Regions from separate parts of the Rattus norvegicus genome. Here regions 2 and 3 are each linked to region 1. Evidence: chromatin contacts called from public Hi-C data. All regions are on one chromosome and are shown on one strand. The core of a region is the stretch at or near the end of the contact, and the rest is flanking DNA. Distances in the headings are between cores, read along the strand shown.

Region 1 (3,660 bases), core at 485-2,984:
TATAAGCACTGTGTTAATTTGGAGTTAGACATTGTAGGTTCCAAATCCCCAACTCCTACTAATGTCATCCTGATCAAATGTGAACTGTTCTTCATCTGTAAGAAATAAACACAATATAGATTAGCTTTGAAATTATTTGCAAATCAGTTTTGATAGGCACTGGATACATATGTGAATATGTAATTCAGTAAATACCTGTCCCACAAAAGGTCTCAGTTGTCCCAATTCTACAAAGGAAAAAAAATCAGATTGGAATGACTAATCCCATACCCCCTTCAAACAGTAAACAAACAAACAAACAAAAAAACCTGTTTTCAGTGTGTCAATTCACTAACCTGATGTTTAGATCAATCTACATATTCCACAACATATTATCTACTGAGCAGCCCTTCCCAGGAAGTAACTATTCGATTCCAGGAACTGATGCCCAACCATCCAGAAGTTTTACCTCCTTATGAGGGGGTGACTACAATGTGCGATGTGATCCAATAAAAGCTGTGGAAAATCAGGTTTTGAGGAGGGGAATGTACAAAGAGAAAAAAATACAGTAGGAGTTGTAATGCAAGCACTTAATACTTCCTGTGTATCCCCCAAGCAATCAATTTTGATGTCTTTTAAAATATATAGAATGAAAACATAAATACTGTCTACAAAGTTTTAGAGATAAGAAAACTCATACAAAGCACTGAATACAATGTCAGACTGCTCACATAAACCCAAGAAGTGCCAGTCACTACTTAAAAGGCTATGTTAAAAAAGATCAATTTACCTTGAGAGAAGATATATTTCGAGGAATTTTTCAGAGAACAAATTTGTGGAGAAGACAGTAGTTTCTTGAGGGCAAACTCCATGTTTAAAGGCAGAGAAATGAAAAAGATTGCTTTCCTCCACCTTAATTCCTCTCAAAGGGAGAAAGCATGGTGGCGGTGCAAGCATACAAAGCAACAACAAAAAACCCACCTGAGAAGGACAACCAATATGGACGATGCTTACCAGGTTTGTATTCTCAGCGGTTAGCACAAAACTCGATGCTTATATTCGAAAAAATAAAGCGGAAGAATACATTTTGAGCAATGTTGGAGAGAAAGGTTTAGTTCAGTTAGTAATAATGTAACAATGAAAGAAATGTTGCATTTAAAGTAGGAGTACTGGAGTCTCTTTTGGCTAACGACTGCTGTTTTTAGAACTTACCCGCTGTTTTGTCTTAGCAAACTTAGTGGTATCTTACAATCTGTAAGGTGAGGCTGATACCTACCAAGCGAACATCCAAGAGCCCGACATTAAGCACACACTCAACAATGACAGGGACTGCACCTGCTACCGTCCCCTTTAGGGATTTTTCTCTGTTTCCGAAGCCATGGGGCAAAAATAGATTTTCTTTCAAACCAGCACTGAAATAGTATACCAGGCTTGCCAAGGACGAAAAGGCCCCTGAGGCGCGGCACACAGGTCAGCTCCGCGAACCGCAGTCCTGGAACCTCCATTTGGGGGCGATACCCGTGACAGAAGATTCCAGAAACAAGCCTTGTCAGGCTATTGTGAGACTGAGCAAACAAAACAAAAACAAAACACAATAAAAACCCACCGAAAACCACTAGGTACCAGAGTCTCGCGGCTTTCCACGGGCGAAGCACCTAAAAAGGTGAAAGGAAGGAAGCAGGAAGTGACGCATTCATAAAGGATACGGAAGTGACTGAACACCGGAAGTGTACTCGTTTCCAAAGTGACGGCCACGCCGCCACGCCCTCCAGCCTGCAGGAACTGAGACTCTGGAAAACAACTCTGAGCAGAGCGTTCCGGCCGACGGCGGTTGCCGTCACAACCACCAGCGTGCCCCGGAGACCGGAGACTGCGGCCTCCGCGCCAGCCGCCGTGCGTGTGCGGTCCGCGGTCCGCACGGCTACCTCGGCTCCGGGTCTAGGGAGAAGGTCCTGGAAAAGCAGGGATTCTGTTGCCACAACCCCAGAGAAAGAAACCTAGAAGGAGGGAACCGCCACACCAAGATCTCTTCAGTAAGAGTAAGTGAGGACGGCGGCGTTTCCCGAAGGGACTCGAGAAGACCCAGTGAAGACCTAAGGCAGCACCGCTGCGTCTCTCAGGAGAGAATTAGGGAACAGGATGGCTACCTGCAGAGCAGCCCATGGGTAGCTGTGAGGGGCGACAGTGGCCAACGCAGTGGCGACGCGAGCCTAGGTGAAGTCGCTGGCTTGCATCCCTGCGACTTGAGGGCAACCGTCAACAAAGACGCCTGGGTGGACGTCCCTGAAACTCGAGGGCTCCGAACCAGTGACTCCGGGATCCGAGACAGTGAGGACTGCAGCGGTTCTTGGGAAGGAGCAAGTGTCGATGCCAGCCACTGCCTCAGTTCTTGGGAAGGAGTAAGTGATGAAAGGAGTTACGAGGCCAGAGACTCTTCTAGGGTGAACATCAGTGAAGACTCCAGCCACCGGCTCCGTGGCTTATGGGAGAGAGAAAGCGAAGAGGATTCCCGCTTAAGGGGCTCTTGGGAGAGAAGGGAGGATCGTGGATCACGCACCAGCGACGAGGAGTCCAGTTCTTACAGCAGTGGTCCATGCGTGGGAGCAAGTGAAGACCAGCTCAGCAGCAGGGACTTGGGCTCCACTCCTCCCCAGAGTCCAAGTCCAAGGATGAAGGACCACACTACGCCTGGTGTGTCTAATCCAGGTCCCTCCAAGTCCTGTAGGGAGACTGCAGACTCAAGTGAGTCACAGTTTTTTGCTCTCATCCTTTGTTTAGGCCACAACACCTTTTCTAATTAAAGGGCATCCACCTGAGGCCCTGCTAACCTTTTCATTTTACTGTCATCCCTCTTCCCCTTTATTTCCACCGATTCCCAAAGCTACTCACCTGGCCTGTTCCCTTATTTGAGGTTTCCCTCTTCTACATCATTTGTCTGTCAGATATTTTACTTATATCAGACATCATTTGTTAAATATAGATATTTGTCAATTTTTTTCTGAGACATTTGACACTGGAGATGTCAAATTAGATCCATCTAATTTTTAACTTTTCATTCTTTCAGCTTCTTCTGTTTCTTCATCTATCTCTCTTCCTCCTCTTTCTGAGGATGTTGTGTGACAAAACTTTTCCTGGGAAGAACCAGATAGGGATCCCACTTACCCCAGATAAGCATCCCAACAAACCAAAGTACTGGGTAACACCAGTTCAACTTGGTGAACCAATGAGTTTTATTGGGATCACTTGATGGAATGTGGGTAAGGGGATACTTACAGGAGCATAAATGACTCAAAGACAGCTCACCAAAACTCACCCCAGCATGGGGTGGACAGCTCAAGAAAGCTGGGAAACCTGGTGCATACAAAGATCCAGCTGGCAGGCAGCTCAACAGGTTGGAAACTGTCTTTTCTAGGCGACTCGGTTGGTCTAAACCTCTTCCAAGCAGCTGGTCTCAGAGACTCTCTGCAGCTTTTTCCCTCAGAGACTTTTTTCTAGCTCAGCATTGGGAAAGAGGGAAAGGAAAGAATGTAAGAGCTGGAGAAAGGTGTGAAATGTGTAACAGTTCTGACCCAGGATTAAAGAAGTCTATCCTGCAGGAAGCTCCTTAAGCAGGAAGGTAAAACACTTAAAATGGCTTCCTAAGACTGATCAGATTCACTAGGCCTCTCCCTGCCTGCCAGA
Region 2 (3,660 bases), core at 691-3,190, 240 kb before region 1:
ACTGGGTCTAACTGCCTGCCTGCCAGGTTTCCAGGTTCAATGAGAAAACATTCTCTCATTCAAGAGAATAAGGCAGAGAGTGATAGCATAGGGCACTCACATCAGCCTCCTGTCCAACACGTGCACATCCGCGCGCGCGCACACACACACACACACACACACACACACACACACACACACACACGAGAGAAAGAGAAAGAAAGAGAGAGATTAGCATCATTCCATCCCTTTACTTTTGCATTCTCCTAAAGCATTTTCAAAGAGAGATTTTTAGAGATCAGATATTCCAAAGCTTCTCCCTCTAACTTTATTGTTAATAACTGGATGCTGTCAAGAATTATATGTGTAAAAAAAAATTCAAAAGTTTCAGTACAAGGATTAAGGGTAGTTCCGTAGGGAAAAGTCCGAGTTCAACTTTGTTTTACAGTAAGTGTGGGTGGAGAGCAGAGGTTCAGGAAGGAGGAAGTCCTCCTTCTAAATGCAACCTTCACTTCAGCTAGACAGCCATAGCAGCTGGCTTCACAGAAAGGTTTTCCTAGGGAAAGCAGAAAACTCCATGGTCCTGACTCCAACTTCTCAACTTACAAATGAAGAAACTGTAGAGATTCAAGGGGCTGTCCCAGAGAGACTTCTGCTACCTCAGCTAAAATTAAAACGCTTTTCTTTTCCTTTCTGTTTTTTAGAAACCCAAACACAAGTTTCTAGGTCTTTTTTAACTTCAAAATGAAATTGTTCTACAACCCCATGTCTTCCCTCTTAATTCCTAGTCAAACTTCCTATCAGTAACCATGCATCAATAACTGTCCACTGAGGCAGCTACTCTGCTAGGTGCCAGCTTCAGTTAGTCACCACTGCAACCCTCTTCAGCAAACCAAGAAACTTGGCTCAGAAACTACCCTGAAACCTCTCTAAGATTACAGGGTAAGGCCGGAATCCTGGTATGATTTCTAAAGCCAAGATCAGACTACTGTACACTTGCTAATCCCAGTGCCTTGTCCATTCAGGCCTCAGAGACTCCTAGAACTATAGAATTATATATCCTGTCACTTCAGAGGACACAGGTACTTTTCCATTCAGACCTATAGAGTAATGTCTCATGCTGCAGCAAAATACAAAGGCATTGGAGAAGTCTGTCTTAAAACTGTGAACTCAAGTTCACAGACCAGAAAAGACCTGATCCTTGCACTCACCTCAGATCAGGATACAGACCTTCAGCCTCTAAAGGTAGTATTTCAGCTGAGAGAAGCTGTTTAGTGAAGCGAATAGGCTAGCGCTTTACCCTGTTATATTAGGTAATGGGTACACTAGAATTCGTGTTGAGAGACTTAAAGGTCAAGGTTAGCCTCCATACATTAGAATTTGAGTTGAGAGAGATGGGGTCAAAGGTTAGTCTCCATAATTTGGTTTTAGCCAAGGTAAAAAAAAAAAAAAAGTTCAAATTGAGGCATTTTCTGAGATGAAGTGGTAAAAATATGTATCCTGGACGTCCAGAACTGGAGGAATAGATTTCTCGCGGTCTCTGATGGGGAACACTCGAATAACTAAGGCTTAAAGCTACCCTCCAGAAAAGGTGAACTAAAACTAAATCAAGTCCTAAGTATCAGAGTTTGAATTTTGGAGTGGGCAGCGGTGCTTCATCAAGCTGTAACAGCCAAGCAAGGTACCGGCGAGCGATTGGGACCAGAGACCTAGAACCCTTACTCCCCAGCCTCCGCTTACCTTCTGTTGGAAGTAATGAACTGAGTAGCTACTGGGTACAGCAGGGTCGGGTGTGTTAGTTGACAAGTGCGGGCTGCCGAGGGTCTTTAGCCTAGGCCGGATGGTTGTGGCGGCCCCGAGTGATAGAAAAGGCAGGAGCAGGAGAGCCCAGCAGCCCATGGCTCAGGACAGCAGCCACAGTGTGGGCGGCTAAAGAAAGAGAGCCACCCGCAGAAAAGCACTACTAAGCCAGGCCCAGCTCGTAGCTCCGCCCGCTGCAGACCAGCTCCTCCCTCGGGAAACCTAAAACCAGGCGGCCCCTGGTCTCAAAGGCGTTGCCTCCACCCTTGCCACTTGCCATCCTCCTTCTCCCCGCCCACCTCCACTGAGGTCACACTCTACGTCGGCCTTTACTACGCAGGGTTTTTTGCCTCATCCTTATCTATGGCTCCCCAAGCCCTATCGCCTCTCTAGGTTATGTCATATCTCTGCCTTTATTGTCACCATCACACTGTCCCCGCAACCTCAGTCCCACGGTAACAACACCGGGCGGGAGGAGGAGGGAGGAAGAGAGAGTCTATTGTCACCAGGCATGACGGCACACACGTGACCCTCCCTCAACCAAAACAGCAACCTTTCAGTGTTTGCCTCTCTACTTAGATGAGGAAACAAGTAGAGGGACTCGATCCTAGGTCCCTCAAGTAGCAGGAAATGGAGCGAGGGTCACAGAGCGCCCTGTTCCCTTGTAGGCTGTTCGGGCTCTTCCACTCCGCTGCTCCCGCCTAACCAGCCCCATGTTATTCAGTTCTCGGGTCACCCCATCCGCCGCATTGCTCGCACGACCCGTCCTTTCTGTGGCCGCTGAGTCTTTCGTGCAGACCAAACATTCCCTCAACCCGGATAATCCATCCAGGCTCCGCGATGGCGACTCCCTGTTGTAGTCAACAGCGCCCCCTCCTGTCCAGCCCGCGGCGCCAACTTTCACGGCTCCAACGCCCTCGGCGTTCGTCTGAGGGGTGCAGCCACCCCTTCCCACGCCTCGAGCCTTCCCGGCTTCCCCCGCACTTCGTTGAGAGAACTACCGCTCCACCAGTCGAAGAAGAACGTCTCTCAAAACCCACAGCTACCCCTGGCTTGACAAGGAGGGTCGCTTGCCGGGGTTATAAGCGACACGCCCTGCGGAGCATTTTCTGATTGGCTCTCCTTAAAGACCGTCAAGACGACATTTCCGGCGGAAGAGGACGCGGGAGATTCGATTGCGAGCGTTTGGAGAGCGGCTGTCCGGGAGGCCGGAGTTCCTTCATGGTTGCCCGGGCTTGCCTGGGTCCTTTGCTTCAGGTGAGAAGCTGAAGAAAGGAATTCTTGGGGGGCTCTAGGTAGAGAGACTGCTGACGAGGCACTGTAACCTTGAGCTCCATTTGGATTTATTTCAAGACTCTTGGCCGTAAAAGCCGGATACGACGTTAAACGAGAGAGTCAATCCTTTTCACGTTCTTTAGTGAATGTTTACACTTTACGGTTGCTGCAGAGCCCCAGAAAGGAAAAGGCTCGACTTTAAACTGGGACATAAAAATATGTCATCAGACTACTGTGCGGAATATTGCCAGTTGCTGGCAAAGATGCTTTGTTTTGCTTTTTCAGATTACTCTGATTGCCCAGAAAAAGTATTTTACCGAATAATGCACGCAATCCAGAAACTGAAGCTTTTCTATTTTCCTTGATCTCTCGAATCCACATCTAAGATGAAAATTCAAGCCCCACTGAACACTGCCACTACCATAATCTAACCTGTGACTGTTGTATGCTGTGACAGTAGCCTTCAGCTGTTTCCCCTGTTTATCCATTCTCCATAAGACCAGGCAGATAGGTGAAAATTTTTGACCAAGATACTCACCATTTATCTTGTTTTAGATGCTTCTATTTTCCCGATGTTTTAAGTCCAAATTCCTTAAGGTAGGTTAA
Region 3 (3,660 bases), core at 830-3,329, 200 kb before region 1:
CTGCTTATGTGGAATATATCTTGTCAGAGAACAAGATTTCAAACACACCTGTCAAGACCATGGTTGAAGGAAGAAAGTAATCCATTGCTGTTAAACATTCTTTAAGAAAAGAAGTCCACACCTACAACTGCTTTCCGAAGTTAAGACTGTGATCCCTAATAGTAAATATGGTCATGAGATGCACAGCATGCTGGAGGACTAAGACTTAGAACTGTCCTTGTCTTTAAGGCCACTGGTATGATACATGGGGATAAAAATGAAGTTCAAAGCGATTTGTAACTGCTGTTTTTCAGAATTAGTCTAAGTGAAGTTGATATTGTGGGATAGCTCAAAGAGTAGACTGGCAAATCCCTGATCTAACACTAGGGTCCTTCTAGGCACACTTTGATGAAGAGAAGAGGAAGAAATCTGCCTCCTTCCTCCCTCCATAGAGCCTCACTGCTTTGAATCATATTAGTCCAAACATCTTGTTTTGATCAGTGGTTTCTTAATAATTTCAAAATCAAAACCTGACATAGTATAATGCTAATACATTTCAGTTTCATTTTTAGTTATTGTCTTTCCACTTAGGGAAAGATGTTGACATAAAAAATGACTAAACTATGGGTGGGGAGAGGGAATGAAAGCCAGAAAAAGCCAATGATGTAACCTTTGAAATCTATACAAATGATGATTGGCTCTATATAATTAAATATTAATATAACCCAACAGACCTAATGAAAGAATACAAAGGAAAACAGCTCTGTGTAGGAAAAGGAGAAACCACAAAGTTCTTTGAGGAAACAGTCTATGATTGGCCATATCAGAAAACTATGATTCCATAGATCTTTTCCAAGCATGACTCTATAACCTGAACATGTATTTTCATTGGAAACTACACAAGGTGGCCACATATTTAATAATTTTATTGAAAGAAAGAAAAAAATGTCATATTATAAATGGGAGGAGAGATGGCCTTGTCAGGACCAGTTGAACAACATTACAGGAAACTAAATCTTGGAGGTTTTTCACCAATAAATAATTTTATGTAAAGGAGGCTTATCTGAGCAAATATTGCCCTGGCAATAAGATTATTAGGCAAAATAATATTTATGTTCTGCCCTAGATGGAAATGATTCTTTCTCAAGAACCACTTCAAGGACTTTCACTTAAAAATAACAAACAAACAAAACTCTTGGCACTGAATCATTTATTCAACTGATATTTATTGCACCTAAAATATTGTCAAGGACTTCTCAAACTTGAGATACATCACTGAACAAATAGTCAAAAGGCCTAATCTTAAATTTACAGAACGGTGGCATGTAAGGGGCCAGCTTCTCGCTTCTCAAGTGTCCACACTAATGGGCCAAGGATTGGTGAGTATGACTTCCTCAGAGACCCAGGGCAAGATGGACCTGGAGCAGAGCTTTCTGAGCAGCTTCTAAACTGGAAGAGGCAGATGGGGGCGCTATAAGCCCAAAGGAATGAGAATAATAACATAAATGTGACCCCAAAAGCTGTTATTCTGGAGCTAAATTAGTCCAATCTAACAAAGCCCTTAAAGTTCACAAAGCAACGTTATTTTTAACACACTGCTGTGAGACAAGGCTGAGTCATCTTATGCTGAGGAGATCAGAATTTTGCCATAAAGAAAAGTAATAAATCTAAATTTAGGGACATTCACAGTAGAAAGATACATTTTTTTTGTAACCTTGATTAGTTTATCTTCTGATGCCTTTGGTTGCTGGCTATTAAGCAAAGGTTAATTATAAATGATTTTTATTTTCATTAAAGTGATGTTTTGTCTCCTTCCTGTATAAAAGAAAGATAGTTCAAACTTTTAGGAAGTCTTTTTCTTTCCTATAGAATCAAGAAAAGCATAATGAGCCAATCACAATACCAATGACTGGTAATAATACATGCAGTCACATGTAAAAAAGATTGGACATTATGGAATCTGCTAGAAATGCTAGAAATGTGTTATCAATGTCCTGCCGTGTTGACTCATTGGTTTGTAATTCAGTAGCTTTCCAAGAGTGACATGCCAGGTCCAAGATTGTAACATCAATACCAACAGTGGAATTCCACACCATATCCTCATTCAGTGATTCATGCTCAGTTATGCTGTACAGCAGGCTACAGCAACACCTGACAACACCAAGAGCACACAGACTTCCTTTCGTAATTTGCATCTATGACACTGAACAAATTGGAAAGTATCAAAACATGGCACTGAAGAAACAGGAACTCACTTAGCAACATGTCTTCCAGTTTGAGTCCTGTGGTAAAATTGGCTAAGTAAAGGCATCTATGCCTCCATCTGAGCTGGAGATGTCCAGTAACACATGCATACCAGTATGGGAAGGAAAGAGAAAAAGAAGGAGTGGGGAAAGGAAAGCTCTAAGGGGAGACTAAGGGCAAGAAAAGATAAAGAGAAATGTATGGTCATGAATCTGAGATCAACATTGACATAAGACAAGAAAGGACAGCTCAGCCTGCTTCCTGAGCTGCACTTTCCTAAGTTTATTGAAGATATAAAAATGGTCTGTGAGACTTTTAATCTGTTGCTATTCTCACTTATTATACTAAAAATGTCTACAAAATCCTAAACCTTGGTCTATCCAAGGATAGTTCCAGAAAGGAAAAGGCGTGGCCTGTTAAAGAGAGCTGCGCTGTCTGGAAGCCTGCTCTGCAGCCAGTCCATAGTCCACAGTATTTTGGTCATATCTGCTCTGTTTTCTCATGCTACTCAACGTGTCTTACAACTAATATTCTTTACTAGAATGTTGTCGTTTATATTTTCCCCATTTTTAAAACTTTGATTGACCTGAAGGGCAGGAAAAGTGTGGAAGAATAGAAGAAAGTTAATAAATTTCAAGAATATGAAAGAAAAGGGGCTTCTCATATCCAAACCCATCCCAGAAAAGGTGGTAATGAGACTGAAAAAGACTGCTGACTCATGGATTTCCCCCATTCTCTTTTTATTTTTAGGTAATACATCTAAGGGTATCAATGTACCAAAACGTTTGGTCTGTGAAATAGCATAATCATTAGCACCAAAAAGAGTCATGGAGCTTGTATATATTATTAAACAATAATTTCTACTGTTGGTCATGAGAAGAGTTCCCATTTTTATATCCCAAAGGTTTTGAAAGTGCTTGTGAACAAAAGAAATAACACTTTTCAAAATCTCCATGGGGTCATCAGTAAGTACTACAGAGACAGTACTTGGCCTTTCCAGTTTTGGTTTACCTGGTAGACAAGAAATCCATGGGCACCAGATTACCACTGAAGCCTGGAGAACAGCCCCTCATGCGCCCACTGACACACAGAAGGATTCCTACAGTACACGACCCCTGCTCTGTGTTCAGGAATGCATTTTACTTGCTTTTTTCAAAACAAAAGCAACATGCTCTGCAGATCATGGAGCGCTTAGTGCAATTCTCTCCTTGCTCCAACGCCAGACTGCAAAAGGGTGAAACCATTATGTGTTCTGCTAATGCTGGCCTGCAGTCAAGGCCCTTGGCCTGCATGCTTGGTAAGCTCTGGAGCCTACAGGAGTCAGAAGGTCCAAGAGCGGGAGCCATAGTCATTGCCAGATTCCCTAGCAACATTCGGCCCACCAAGGCAACTACTGATTCCCTTTGATTCTCTTTGCCTCAGCCTTTAGTTGAAATT

The links. Hi-C and Micro-C count contacts between places; a contact is called where the count stands out from the background.
Region 2: a contact with region 1 is called in a Hi-C map of liver, with 4 times the contacts expected there. The contact joins the promoter of Prcp here to the promoter of Ankrd42 in region 1. A contact is called at or near these places in 2 of 12 Hi-C or Micro-C datasets (frontal cortex and liver).
Region 3: a Hi-C map of the A7r5 cell line shows a contact between it and region 1, with 2.4 times the contacts expected there. The contact joins the enhancer-like site here to the promoter of Ankrd42 in region 1. A contact is called at or near these places in 1 of 12 Hi-C or Micro-C datasets (the A7r5 cell line) and 1 of 1 datasets of contacts at active chromatin or transcription factors (oligodendrocytes).

Annotation. Positions count from the first base shown.
Region 1 is chr1:156,101,591-156,105,250 of GRCr8, reverse strand. Ankrd42 (ankyrin repeat domain 42) reads left to right here and starts at 1,734. Exons shown (of 12, transcript NM_001135013.1): 1 at 1,734-2,721. The coding sequence starts at 2,649.
Region 2 is chr1:156,342,174-156,345,833 of GRCr8, reverse strand. It overlaps Prcp (prolylcarboxypeptidase), which reads right to left and starts at 1,940. Exons shown (of 9, transcript NM_001106281.3): 1 at 1,720-1,940. The coding sequence starts at 1,878. Ddias (DNA damage-induced apoptosis suppressor) reads left to right here and starts at 2,965. Exons shown (of 6, transcript NM_001126294.1): 1 at 2,965-3,036.
Region 3 is chr1:156,302,105-156,305,764 of GRCr8, reverse strand. It overlaps Rab30 (RAB30, member RAS oncogene family), which reads right to left. Exons shown (of 4, transcript NM_001399389.1): 4 at 1-3,660. The coding sequence ends at 3,649. Among named protein-coding and RNA genes, the nearest start is that of Rab30, 15 kb to the right of the region's middle. Within about 2 kb of position 2,079, at least 12 of the 93 cell types and tissues checked have an H3K27ac peak or open chromatin away from gene starts, as enhancers often do. A contact at or near this core is called in the A7r5 cell line, where this site is marked.